Linked DNA regions of Dromaius novaehollandiae: region 2 is linked to region 1. Evidence: chromatin contacts called from public Hi-C data. All regions are on one chromosome and are shown on one strand. Each heading gives the region's core, a stretch centred on a gene start, on an enhancer-like site or on the middle of the called end of the contact. The rest is flanking DNA. Distances are from core to core; before and after follow the strand shown.

Evidence for each region. Hi-C and Micro-C count contacts between places; a contact is called where the count stands out from the background.
Region 2: a contact with region 1 is called in a Hi-C map of liver, with 7 times the contacts expected there. The contact joins two enhancer-like sites. A contact is called at or near these places in 2 of 4 Hi-C or Micro-C datasets (brain and liver).

The regions. Positions count from the first base shown.
Region 1 is chr4:42,796,053-42,802,858 of bDroNov1.hap1, forward strand. RAPGEF2 (Rap guanine nucleotide exchange factor 2) reads left to right here. Exons shown (of 29, transcript XM_064510913.1): 3 at 4,435-4,491. Among named protein-coding and RNA genes, the nearest start is that of RAPGEF2, 60 kb to the left of the region's middle. Within about 2 kb of position 2,014, at least 2 of the 2 cell types and tissues checked have open chromatin away from gene starts, as enhancers often do.
Region 2 is chr4:42,935,068-42,941,558 of bDroNov1.hap1, forward strand. No RefSeq gene overlaps it. Among named protein-coding and RNA genes, the nearest start is that of RAPGEF2, 200 kb to the left of the region's middle. Within about 2 kb of position 4,889, at least 2 of the 2 cell types and tissues checked have open chromatin away from gene starts, as enhancers often do.

The DNA.
Region 1 (6,806 bases), core at 764-3,263:
ATATGCATCCAAACCTGAATTTATTTAGAGAGGCCCAATGGAAATGATTTTTCATCTGCTTCTGAGAGGGGAAGATTAGAGCAAGATGTATCTGGCTGTCCCGTTCTCCCCTCTCCCATGGAAAAGGTCAATTGAAATCCCTTATGTACCTCAGTCTCCAAATTTTCTGTTCCTTGAGTATCTGGACAGCTAAGCAGTTTATACCAGAGGCATGCACTATATCTTAAGCTGTCTTTCGGCAGACCTTCTTTTATGGTTATTCCTCCCCTCTGTTTTCATACTGAGGAAGTTTCGAATAGAGAAGAGAGATTGGAAAAGAAAGATATGATAGTCTTGAGGATTTTGTGGGGAGCACTATGGAAAAGTAAAGGGGCCAGTTTTCTGCCTGAAATGGAGAGACTGGAGATGGGTAGAGGACAAGTGCAATTTGTTTAGAATCTCCCTCTGTTACTAAAATTCAGAGCTGAATTCTCCAGCTCCTATAGGAACACTTTTTACACATCTTTTCATCACTCCCACGTCCAGATGATTCATAATTCTTAGCATAATCTGTAGTTTTAGTTGATTAGAAAGTCATTTAACAGACTTTAAATTTAATCCTCCATGACAGCTGAAATTCTTCACAGTAAGGTGCTGTGTGAAGATGTGGTCATGACAGACAGACATATGGTGAAATTATTAGGAAACTAAAATTCAGTTAAAACAAATACAAAGATGTTGCTCTCTTTTTTTGGCTGTAAAATAAAATTTCTACTAGGAACAAACTTTCAGCTGTCAGAAAAATGTGGTGATTTGTAGTTGTATGTCATAACTGTACTAACTTAGCATTTATTGAAACATTATTGCTGGAATATTTAATGCATTAATATATACTGATGCACTAACAAAGCAAAGGAGCAGAGATCTTGGTAATGGTACACCACTTTTCTGTGCCATACCTCAAATCGAAAAGCTGGCCATTTTTTGTATGCTGTTCTTCTTTTCTATATTGGCCTTGTTATACCTACACTTTCATGTTATATGTGTGTATCCCTGCTTGCTGCTCTAATTTCACTTACGCATGCATTTTTTTCTTTTCAGACTTTCAGACTAGAAGTAAATGCTGTACATACAAAGTACAAGTTCCAGTCCTGAATGAAAGTCCATATATAGCCCTAATCGTTTATGTACTGTAATAACAGAATCTGTTGTTCAGGTTCTGTGTTAATTTGTGTTTGCTATTGTGCAGAAGTTTTAGACAAATTATGTACTACACATGCAAATGATACTTAGTCACAAAAACTACTAATAAATATAATTGAGATTTTTTTTATTAATTTAAGCCACAATGTTTTTGTGGCTTAAAATTCAAGGAAAGAAATACAAGTAAAAGCTTTTGAAATTTCTCTCTTTTAAAGATGTGCATGTGTTTGACTTTAAGGCATTGTTTCAGTTGCCCTCACATAAACACCTTACCTGCAGAAATCTCAGATGGTAGTATTTGGACATCGGTGTGGGGCTGGGGGATACAAAAGGAAGCTGGCACATCTCCTGTATGCTCTACAAGGAAATGGGGTAAATTACTAATATTTAACCTCCTGGGGCTTGCCAACATTTGCCACACCTGAAGATGCTGAAGCCATCTGCTGAAGAAGCTGACTTTGACTTGAATAACGCTTTTTTAGGTGCTAATTTTTGGCCTCTTGCTTTGTCATTGTAGCCACTGTTTTGCAATTTTGAGAAAATACAAGGCTTTTTTTTCCTTGAAGTGCTTGAGACACATTTTGCAATGTGACTGTTGACTTAAAAACTGTGTAATTACATCTGCTTTGGAAGGAAGACATGATTATACTCCGTTAGTGTTTTCTGTTACACTATCATATGCAGGACTTTTAATATATCCAGTTCCGCGTAGCTGGAATTGAACTGACTTTTAACTTGTTAACAAAGACCAAAGTATGCACATATGGTTGCACGATATGTTGATATGTGGTTTTTGGCTTCCTGTCCAGAATGAGATTCTTGCTGAGGAATGTGTGGAACTTGTGTAGCTCTCCCAGCACAGTGAATTCCTAGAAGAGAGCTTCTGTTTATAGTACCATACATGGGAAATGCTGGATTCCCCTGCAACTGTGGGAGAAAAAGTCCTTATAGTGTTGTTGAGGATACAGCATTTCTTGTGGCAGCGAGATGCCACAAATACCTCTGGGATGCATTAGAACTAGTGTATTAAATACAGCCCTTAGTAGTGAATAACTTACAGCCTGCTGATGTGATATAATCTTGACTTTATTACATTTGTTCAGGAGGTGGACAAAGATCATATTCTAGTGAAAATTGAACACTCGAATTGGCCAGAATTAATGCTATTTTCTAAATATTTGAAGAGGTAATATAGTTTCTACTGTTCAGTAACTGTAACTTCTGACTGTTTCAGTTTAATACCAGGATTGACACACTTGGCTCTCTCCTGTAAGAGAGGCTTTTCCAGCTATTTATTACTATCCAATCATATCAAAACACCATAAAACTCGCATGCAGTGCCAGTGTGGAGTGGTGAACTCGCTTGACTGAATGAAGAATGCATTCCCTTTGCTCCAAATTCACAGGGGAACAAAACTTGCTTGTTTAATAAAGTGATTCTGTTTCCTATAACTCCTACTCCTAGATGGCCTATTGCCCAGAATCTTTTTTGACCAACAGGGTATAGACTGTCTTGCATGTTCCTTGAACAGTATTTTCATTTTTAAAACTTGTTCCTAGCAAAGATTTCTTTCTTTTTTTTTTTTTCTGATGCCTTTAATGATCTTGTTACCAGTAACCTCATGCCCACCCTCAAATTCCCTCCCAAAACAGAGGATCAGAGCGAGTATGAAGACCTTAGGGTTTGAAGCAGACAGTAGCTTTTCTGGGTCTGTAACGAATTTTGGCAAGACTTAATCCTCTGCTGGTGGACACTGTCTCAAAAAGAGAAAGTCTGAGGTTCAAAATGCTGCTTGCTGTGCAAGGAAGCAAAAAGTGTTTTAGTTAGCAGAAATTTTATTTGGAAATTGCTTGTAAGAAAGGCTCTCAGAAATGGTTGACTCCATAGTGCATAGATCATTGAGTAAATACTGGAGAATAGGGGGAAGGCTGTGATAACAAAACTTGATTGTTGAGCAAACAGATGAACAACTCAAAATTTTTTATTAACAGATTATGAATTGTCAATAAACCACTATCACTGTGGACAGAAAAGTGTTATTTCTTAGTGGACTGAACCAATAAGTAAAATCTTGAAAGAAGGGAGTGCTAAGGTAATTCCTGCCACAGCACATTGGCTGCTGAAATCAGTGAACTCAGGAAATGCCATGGGAAATGGCAGTAAGAAGCCCTTTAAAGTTTACACGAAACTCAGACCTACTCCTTTGGGCCTCAAATCAACCTGTCTGCTCATTAGCACTTGAGAGGTTTTTTGTCTCATGATATCATTGGAGTCTGCTCCAGGTCATTGGTACATCGAGGTTCTGATGACTAATTCTGCAAGGAGCTAGGATTTCTTCTCCAAATTTAAATATAGTTCCTCACTTTAATGCCTGTGTGAGCCTCTTAAGCAAATCTCTGTATGCTTGTCTGTCAAATCGCCTTGGTGCTTGCAGTCTCCTTCAGTGCCAGTGTGGGTCCAAGGGAGGTGGTGGGTTTTGTTTCTTCCCCACCCCCCAAAAATTTACAGTGTGCATTTCTTTGAGACAGTAGAAAGAAATGTTGTGTTGATGTTAACACAAAATTAACTTTGCATTTCCTAATATGTGGTAAGCTCTTCTATAATTACTCTCTATTATGCCATGTTTGTCAGGCACATACTGAATGCAAAAATGTTTAATCCTCCCCTCTAGACGGAGAAGATTTTCCTGCAGGAAATTCTTTCTGCTTCTAACTCACTGGGAGCTCAGCATTAAAATCTCTTGGTAATTTTTAGGTTAAGTTTCTTAATTTTAGCAGGTTGAGAAGCATCAGATTACCACGTGACGTAATTTCTTGTCTTATCTATTGGGCTTGACTTGAAAAAGGAAGGATTGCTTATATCATGGTGTCTCTGATCAGTATTACATATTGTAAGTTTGTATCCATTTCTAAAATTGTGAATTGTTTCGTAATAAAGTAACATGTTTTTATCAGATCACTTTAAAAATGAGATCAATATCACTTTGCCCATTTTATAGATTTTTTTTTTAATGGAAGCAATTACATCCAAGATCCTAAATCAAATATGATAATGGATGAGCTAATAACTTTAATACTTGGACTTAACAGTTTATTTTTTTAAATTAAGAATCAGCTTAGCTTAAAATTGATCGTAGTTTCTGTAAGTGCTGGAGGCAAGTGTGGAAGTGCTGACTAACTTTGGAAAGTGAAGTCTTTTGTGACACCGATATGAATCATAATTAAAAAATGACTTCTTTCCTTCTCTTTCAGACTGATGTGCGAAACTGTTAGATATGAAAGGCATGAAGCAAATGAAGTTCTGTACTAGTAAGTGTTTCTCCTTCCTTTCACATAGTGTTCAAAGAATTAATTCATTCTGAAAAGTGTTAAAGACCGGGTTTAATGCCAACTCCCTCACTCAGTGCATAGTCTGTAAACACAAACGAGCTCCCTCATTTTCATAATTCAACAGTGGAAAAATTTGCTGGTGTCAACAAGAGAGCTAATAGTGACTCTTGCTTGGCGAAGTACATTGTATTAATTTTTGTAACCAGTGAGATTATGCAGGACTAGCGGATGTGGGATGTCTTCTCATTAGAGTAAGTTGTCATTTGGTCTTGCATCTATTTTGTCATAGTAGTAGTGACCAGCTTCTTGTGCCAAAGGTGACAAATCCACAAATCTAACATGGCTTATAATTAGCAGGGATGTGATCTAACGTCATTTCAGATTTACAATAGAAAACTGAAGACTGCAGTTTCTTTGTTTGTGCAAACAGCTTGTTGAAACAATACATTTATCATATTTTTCACTTACTGCAGCTAACCTATGCTCTAAATGCACTTTTTCTGGGTTGTTTGGTATCATCTCTATGTTTATATCCACCACATATACAAATAATGCATCTGTATGGCTTCTTTTATACATACGTATTTTTCCTGTACTGACTATCATGAGGAAGATGTGAACAAATTTTTATGCCACACTTTAACCATTCTGCAAGTTTAGATTACTGTCTAATGAAATGCATTAACTGATCAGTTATGCATGGGAAATGCGCGAAGTCAGAATGCAGGTGGGTAGATTAGATTATAATCTGACTGATAGGATCTTCATTCATTTTGCATACTAATTTACTAGTGATCACTGCATTGATTTGTCCTTCTGTAGGTAATTGCTTTTTGTATCCATTATGTAGAATGGTGTTTTTTGTTCAAACCCACTCTCATGGCTCCTTCTAACTGTTGGTTTAAATTGAATTATATGGTGAACCAATAAAGGCTGTTAGTTATGCACATACTCAAGACAGGCAAAAGTTACCAGGAAATATACGTCTGAGGAAATACAGTGCACGAACAGAAAATTGTGAAATCTGGGTTAACTTGAAGTGCTTTTTGCTATTCTTTTGCACTGATTTCCTTTGTCACTCCTTTCATGTGACTTCATCTTCACTTTGGTTGTTTGCCTGTCCTTCCTATTTACTCACTTCTTGACATTTTTTTCCCCATGATTTATTCAGTAGATTTGTTAGGCAGTTTGGCAGTTTCTGGATATAGATGCTAATGCAGATTGTGCTTGCTCTAGTATTTCACCTCTGTGATTTAATGTTTAATGGGATAAACCTGAAAGCTTAACACCGAATGATCTTTGATTTTTAAAAAGGAGCATTTTAAAGTTGCATATAAACTAGGTCAGTCTGAGTTGTAGCTTTATATTTTTATTGGTAAATGAGATCCACATGGTGAGAAAATCCTGCAGAATCTGTGGTCTAATTTCAGTAACTTTTTTAGTATTTTTAGACTTGAAAGGATCCTCTTTTTTTTGTTTCATAAATTCACCATACATATAGGAAGATATTCTTCTGAACCACTGAATCCTAATTTTATAAATATACATATGTTTTGAAAAATTCTTTGTTAGTACTAGAGGAGATAAGTGATACGATAGAGATAATAGAATCAATTCACTCAGTTTTAAACTATAGGAAATGAACTTGGAGCATATAACCCAGTCATTTATATTGGACATGCCAGACCATTATTGTGGTCAGGAAGGCTAGGTCTTAAAAGAGCATTACAACTGAACTCCAAGTCACAGACAATTTTTTTTTATCAGAGATGATGCGACTAGCATTGAAATTTGGAAGCCCGTGCTAGTCTTCTGTGTTCCTTAGAAAAATCTATTAAAATAGCTACAACTGTTGGAGCTGTTAATAATTGACCTGTGTGTGTATCACCTCCCTGAGGCATAACTTTGTGTCTCATTGTGGATAAGCTAAATTCTTATATCCCTACTTGTTAACACGAAAAATAACACAATTGCTCTGTTTATTTAATCAAAGTTTGTTCATTGTGAAAATTTTGTTCATGCCTGCTTCCTCAGCTGTAGTTATAAAAAGTGCATTTCCATTACTTACATGTAATGCAGAAAATAGTTATCCACATTCAGTGTAAACATGGTAATTTAAATTTTTATCCTTCTTTAAAAAAAAAAAAAAAAGCCGTTAATGTCCATAATGTCTATTTAGTTTTTTTTAATGGCCAAAGGAGTAAAATGGAATATATTATTTAAAATTGGCTTATCTCATCTGCATTTACTTTACTGTCGGTGGGTGTACATGCTAGTGACAAATTCTCAAACCC
Region 2 (6,491 bases), core at 3,639-6,138, 140 kb after region 1:
TTTTTGCTTTCTCATCACATTGCTGCTGCTTTTAGTCGTGTTTGACCAATGCACATTCTCTCTGGCCTTCTAGGGAAACAGTTCTTTCGCAATTCATGTTGGAAAAATTGTTAATGATCTGGATAGGACTGAACTACCTTCATGGTTGGCTGGGATGGCTCCATTTTGGCACTTCTCTTCGAGTGGTTGGCGTTCCCGAGTGATGAACATAGGCTTTTTTTTGTGTGTGTAGCTTTGGGTTTGGATCTTTTCCATCTGCTTTTCTGAAAGGGACATGTGACAGGTTTATTTAATGTTTCTGAAGTCTTCCTGTGTCTCCCGTGTTTCCCTGAGGATTCTTTCCAGTTGCGGGGTGTTTATGCTGCAGAGCTACTTGGGACAGGGAGCCAATTAGATGCACCCTTCTTTTTTGGGACGATATAAGTAGGATGTAATGTAGCAGTCTGAGTCAGTTCGAAGTAGTTTCCACATCCTAATAGTTTCTGAACCGCTGAAGTGATGTAATATCTTTAGGCATTTATTATGTTACATTTCTCTTAGGGGATTAGAGAGAGGCTTGCAGAGATCAGCAAGTGTCCTATAGTAGTATTGCAGCCAATTTTAATTTCATTTTCCTGTTTTTTTTCTGGCAGGCATTTGTAGCTGTGGCTATAGTTTCCTTCATGTTATCTCTGCATCAGGCACATCAAAATGTCATCAGTTCTGGGCCAGGCTCCCTTAAAGGCCTATTTGCACATTTGGTTAATACACTGAGCACAAATATCATCCCAAAACCTCTCTCCACTTGCAGAGAATGTAGCTGTTCTTTTTATTCAGTAACTTTTGTCAGTATGCATCACTGGCTTTAAGTACAAAAAATTTTCTTTTTCTCTGGTCAAATCAAGTGATACTGCCTATAATTATTGTTGATTGGGAATGAGTTGTTTTAGTCTCTGTTTAAATTGCTTGAATCTGACACAGATGTCATTTTGGCATCTTTACTACAGCTGGTCTGGGTTTATGTGTCTAATTTCAGCAATTTTGTCTTTGTTTTCCAGAATTTATTATTTCTTTGAGTGCAGTGAGTTCTTTCTGAGATAGGTGTTGCACACTCTGCAGCTTTTTAAATTCTTGCAGATTTATCACACCTGGAAGACATCTGGCTGGGATGTTGCAGTACATTGTTCTGAGTGGTGTGTTTTTGTGTTTTGTTTTTTGCTTGCCTAACTACTGTATGAGTCATTTGCATCAGGTTTAGCATCACTGAGGTTTCTGAATTCATGTGTTTTAACTGAAATCAGGAATATCTATGTGTGCGTGTCTGGTTTTTGTTGTTGTGAGGGGGTTTTTTTGTACCTGAAATGTCAGCCTTTATTCTCCTCTTAGGTGTAAACTAAGTTGTCCTAATGATTGTGTCCTTATGTAATTTTAATAGCTTTGGCTGAAATTTTGCTTTCTTCTCCTCATTCTGTCGAAGAAATTGTAGCTGAACACATTTGCTGTCTGCTGATGTGCTGATACTCTGTCTTTGCATCTGGTGCTAGTCCAAATGTTGCAAATGGTTTGTCTTTCTTGTTTTGAAGCATACTAATGCTATATGCACAAGATGGGCTTGACACTGAGATGGGCTTCTCTTGGGTGTAATTTCATTTGCAGTAGTTAGCAGTTGTTAGTCTTTGACCAACAAGCAGGGCATTTTCTCTGGAAGAGACATCTCAGCATGCAGGCAGATGGCTACGAAAGAAAATGCTGATTTTTCTGGAACAAGGCCTGGCTTGTTCAGTAATAATGATTAATTCTTCACACAATTCACAGGTGCCTGAAGAACTTGTGGTTTCCCATAGCAGCCTATTCTATAACGTCTTGTTTGCTAGTCATTGTCTTAAAACATTCTTCCTTACTGTGTAGTGATACTGGCTGTCCTGAAACGATGCTCCTAAAGGAATATTTTTGTGTGTTCGGGAAATTTAATACCTTTGGCTAGTGCAGATTGCCACTGTTTCTGCTGCAGATAGTTACTAGGATTTCTTTAGTCTTCATTTCCAGTCCTTGCCAAATGGAGACTTGCATAACTATCTAGATATGTATTTGGTACTCTCCAGATCTGATGTTGTAGAAAGGAGAAACATGCTCATTTCTGATCAGTGGGAAAACAATCAAGCTATGATTTTTTTTTTTAGAAAGGTTTCTATAAGTGTATTAGGCAAAGGTCACAGTCCTTTCAATTAGGTGGCCTACCTTTAATTCCCACCTCCCCCTTCCTGACCACTCCACCGGATATCATCCAGTGTTGCAGGTATAACAGTCTTTCAGTGTACATGTAGATGTGAGCTGCATTTTGTTCTAGTGAGTGATCCCAGTGACTGCACAATTTGCTCTTTACTTTCTACAGCAGAAAGGGCTCTAGTTTAGCCCAGTCTGTAGTGATCTCTGCGCTGTGTCCCTGAGAAGGTCCTGCCCTCGGCCCCCATGGAGGGGGTTGCCAAGGTTGCATGTTGGCACGGGTCACTACCAAACAGCATCGCGGGTGAAACGTGAGCTTTGGTACGTTTCTGATGCTCAGAAAAAGTGTGCATAAAAGGTAGAGGGGAAGCAGGCAAATTGCTGGCCTGCTGAAAGCGGTCATGTCCCCGCTTCGTGCCGAATGAACTGCTTGACAGTAGTTCAAGTTGCTGTGGCATGATGGGCTGCAGGCACTCTCGTGGGCTGTCCTATTTCCAGCACACTGTGAATCCTTGTCTGCTCTGTGTCCTTGTTGAAACAAGGACATAAAGCTGACTTAGCCTAGCGATCAGTGTTGTTTTTTGATTATTCAGCTAGGATCGTCAAATTGCTGTTGCTGATGCTCTGGAGTTTGGGTTTTGTTTCATGCTTTGTTTTACTGCTTTCCTTCTCGCTTCAGCTATATATGTCTGTATCTTTGCAAATTTAGCCTATACCAATATTTGTTTAATATATGAGCCCTCACTGTTCTGTGTCAGCACAGTCTGCCCTTCATTGCTGTCCCTCCTTGCTGTTTACTCTCACTTACTGCATCAAATATGGATGCTTAATTTAGATTGCAGGCTCCTTGAGAGAGGGAGTGTGTGTTTGTAAAAGAATATCAATGTATAACTCTTACTTCTCTAGTAAACAAAAGTCCTTTTTTCTTTCTGAAAGCACATTCATACATAGCCAAGGTTAAAAAAAAATGCCCATTCTCTGTAGATTTTTTTTTTTAATTATAGATGCACACTTAAGTAGTTTAAAAAACACTGTTTACCTAGTGAAGGTCACCTTGTTTCACCTGAGATATTAATAAATGAAATGTGCTGGGATTTTAGAAACAAGGAATTGGCCAGATGCACCCAATCAATACCTTTCACAAATCCGCTAAAAATATATACTTAATAGAATACTGTATGTTGATGATATAGCATGTATTCTTATTCCAATAACTAGTGGTTTTCATTGATGAGAATTCAGTTATTTATTGATAATATTCTCACCTCATCCATATTTAAAGAAAAAAGCTAGTGATGGAATGACTAAGGCTTCCATTGTTATAATGGGCTGGAGAAAGTGTACAGATATAACACTGATTTCAGTCTTCACCTTTTACCTCTTGCAAACAATGACTTTAGCTTCCACCTTTAATACAAAATATCATGTTTCATCTCAGGAGCAAGATGGGCGAGGAAGGTAATTAGTGCAAGCTGCACAGTGGGCATCGCACAGGTCCCGTGCGCTCTCAGTTTTTTAGGTATACTCATGTTCTGGCTGAACCACAACACACACTGTGTGGATGATGCACACAAAAAATGTAGTAATCTTGAATGTGCTTAGTCTTGTAAGAGAGAGTGGCAGCAATTCTTTCACCAGTCATCTGTGCTAGAAACAGCAATCAGGTGAGATTAGGTATCTTGAGTTTGCAGATACCATTTCTTGCTGTAAACGACTGATACAATGGTTTTAAAAAACAGTATTACTGAGAGAACAAAGTATACAACTAATATGAGAAACTTACCGCGTAAAGTATGCCATTGGAATTAATACCTGAAGGTAATAGTTTTAGCATTTTGTGCTTTCGAATTGAAATTGTATTCATAAGGATAAATTATGTTTATAAACTGATGGGCTGATTCTGCTTGCTGATCATTACTTTGATCTCGTCCTTTAAGGTCTCCCTTTCATCTACAAGGCAGTAGGTAACAAACCGTCTATACCTACAACGTATTTACAGATAAACAGAGTGCTGGGGCAAACAAGACTAAAGGCAAGCACAGTAATTTGGGGATATTTGTTGCCTTCTTTGATTGTATTCTATATGGAGACAGAAGATCAGATTCTTACCTGTGAATGGAATATGTGCTGCCTTTTTAACAGATGTTTAAAAAACAATTGTAGAATAACAATTCTGGACTGGATAACATCACACAGAGAAACTGATAGAGCAAGTCACAAAGAGGAGTGGGAATCAAGGTTGTTTTCCTAAAATTCCTGATACCAGTTTGTGCACAAGTAGTGCAATGTGCTGCAATAAAAGCATGTTAATCCATGTGCTATATAGGCTAAATAGGCAGTAAAGTCAGTACAAGTAGAGTAGAAATCAAATAAAGGAAAGGCACGATGAGAAGGGAGGCAGCTCAAGGGTTATGAGCAACGAGAGCGTGACTGCTCCGAGGATGTCCCTGTGTGCCCACAGCAGAAATGTAGCAATACTTTTCACATTTGTAAAAATAATATTTTGTCAGGTCTGCATTTCTTTCCTATGAAACTCACAGCTTGAGGGTTTGACATCTTGTTTATGTGCGTCTAGCTGTTTTGGTCTGAGAGATTTCAAAGCTAACCTGTGAAAGGCTAATTTTAGTAAAGTATAAGGGGAGGAATGAGTCACTGTGTCTATTAGAGACCTCATGTGCTGGCTCTGAGGTACTGCACTTGAGGGAAACCTGAAAAGCTTATTTTGTGATTTTTCAGTTTGCTTGCGAAGATGGAGCAGTGCATGTCTCTGATTATCTAAAAGGCTGTAGGAAGATTTTTATTTTTTCTAATGATGGTGCTGCAAAAGCCTTTGAGTTCTGAGCGATCGTTTCGTAACGGAAATTGGCTCTTCCTTCACTGGGGAAGCTGCCTTCGCTACGCAGCTAGTAGAGCAGACGGCATTTTAGGAGAGAGCTTACTCTCCGCACATGGCTCCCACCAGTGTATGAGAGGTGCCATTTGCTGTGTCGTGAGGTGTCAGAATTGCCATTTCTCTGCCACACGGTGATCGTGAGCGATCCCCGAGTTCTCAGCAGTGGTTAGCACGTCCACAGATACGGAGGCATTAAGAGTGTGGTGCTTTAAATTGTAATCCTACTTAAGCTGTTACAAGCAAAGGGTTTGCCTTCAACATACTTAATTTCTCATTTTGAGTAGTCAACCCTCAAGCTCACATGAGCTTCTAGCAGCCTGTATATCCTGTTTGCATTTGGCGATGGTTACAATGAAGATGAAGCCTGTGACCTGAGTGAAATTGCTAGGTTTTTGGGATCCATTCCTAACAGCATACTATTCACAATCATGTTGAATCAATATAGAAGATGCTTAATTATGTTTAAATGCAAAACTAAGTTCAGTTTTGCCCATTTTCCTTATCCCAGCAAAGTACGTTAATGAGCACTGGTAGGATTCAACCATTTAAAAAATGCCATAATCTCTAAGCGTGAATTTAGGAGTTTTGGCTTTAATAATCTGATTGTAAAATCTTGGGTTTGGTGATTGCAGAATTTGTATTTTACACAGCCTGGCAGCTGGTCTTCCGTTAAGCTGTGTTGCAGAAAGGAAAAAAGTGGAAGATGAGAGAAGAGCTAGTTCTGGATTTGCAATCTTTTTAAACTTGAACTCTTGATGAATTTCAGCCTTCAGATGGAGGCACATCCTTCTGAGGATACTTTCTTAAGAGTAAATCTACAAGATAATGAAGCAACATTTTGATTAACTTTTTTTTAATGCAGTGTCTTTTCTCAAATTCCTTTATCACAGAAGATAGCACATGTAAACAATTTTGAGCACTTAATATGACTTTACATCTCTCTGCTCATCTTTTCTGCTTACTATAACAAAAAAAAGTGATAAAGCCATCAAAAGGGGAAACCTAGAAGATGTCACCACTAGATTTCCTCAGATAGCAAGAGATTTAAACAAAATGTTAACTAAATTGGTATGTCTGCACTGTGCTGTGTTTCTTTTTTGGTTCTGTTTCTTTTCCGGAAGGAGGAAGCTCTTTTCTTGAGGATACTGGAGCCTTCCTAAAAGTATCTGTCCTCATCCTTAGATAGATCTGTCCCACAAAAATCACAGTTATTTGAGTCTGGAAGTATTAGGCTCATGGCAAGGAGAAATAACAAACTCCAAATCTCACTGCATCCAAAATGAACTCTAATCACAGTAAAACATCCCACTAGCTAATAAGTGATCTCTGGAACTCAGGTCTCTTCTGGAATGAAATATTGGTCTCTGCAAATTTATTTGCTGATTGGCACCAAATT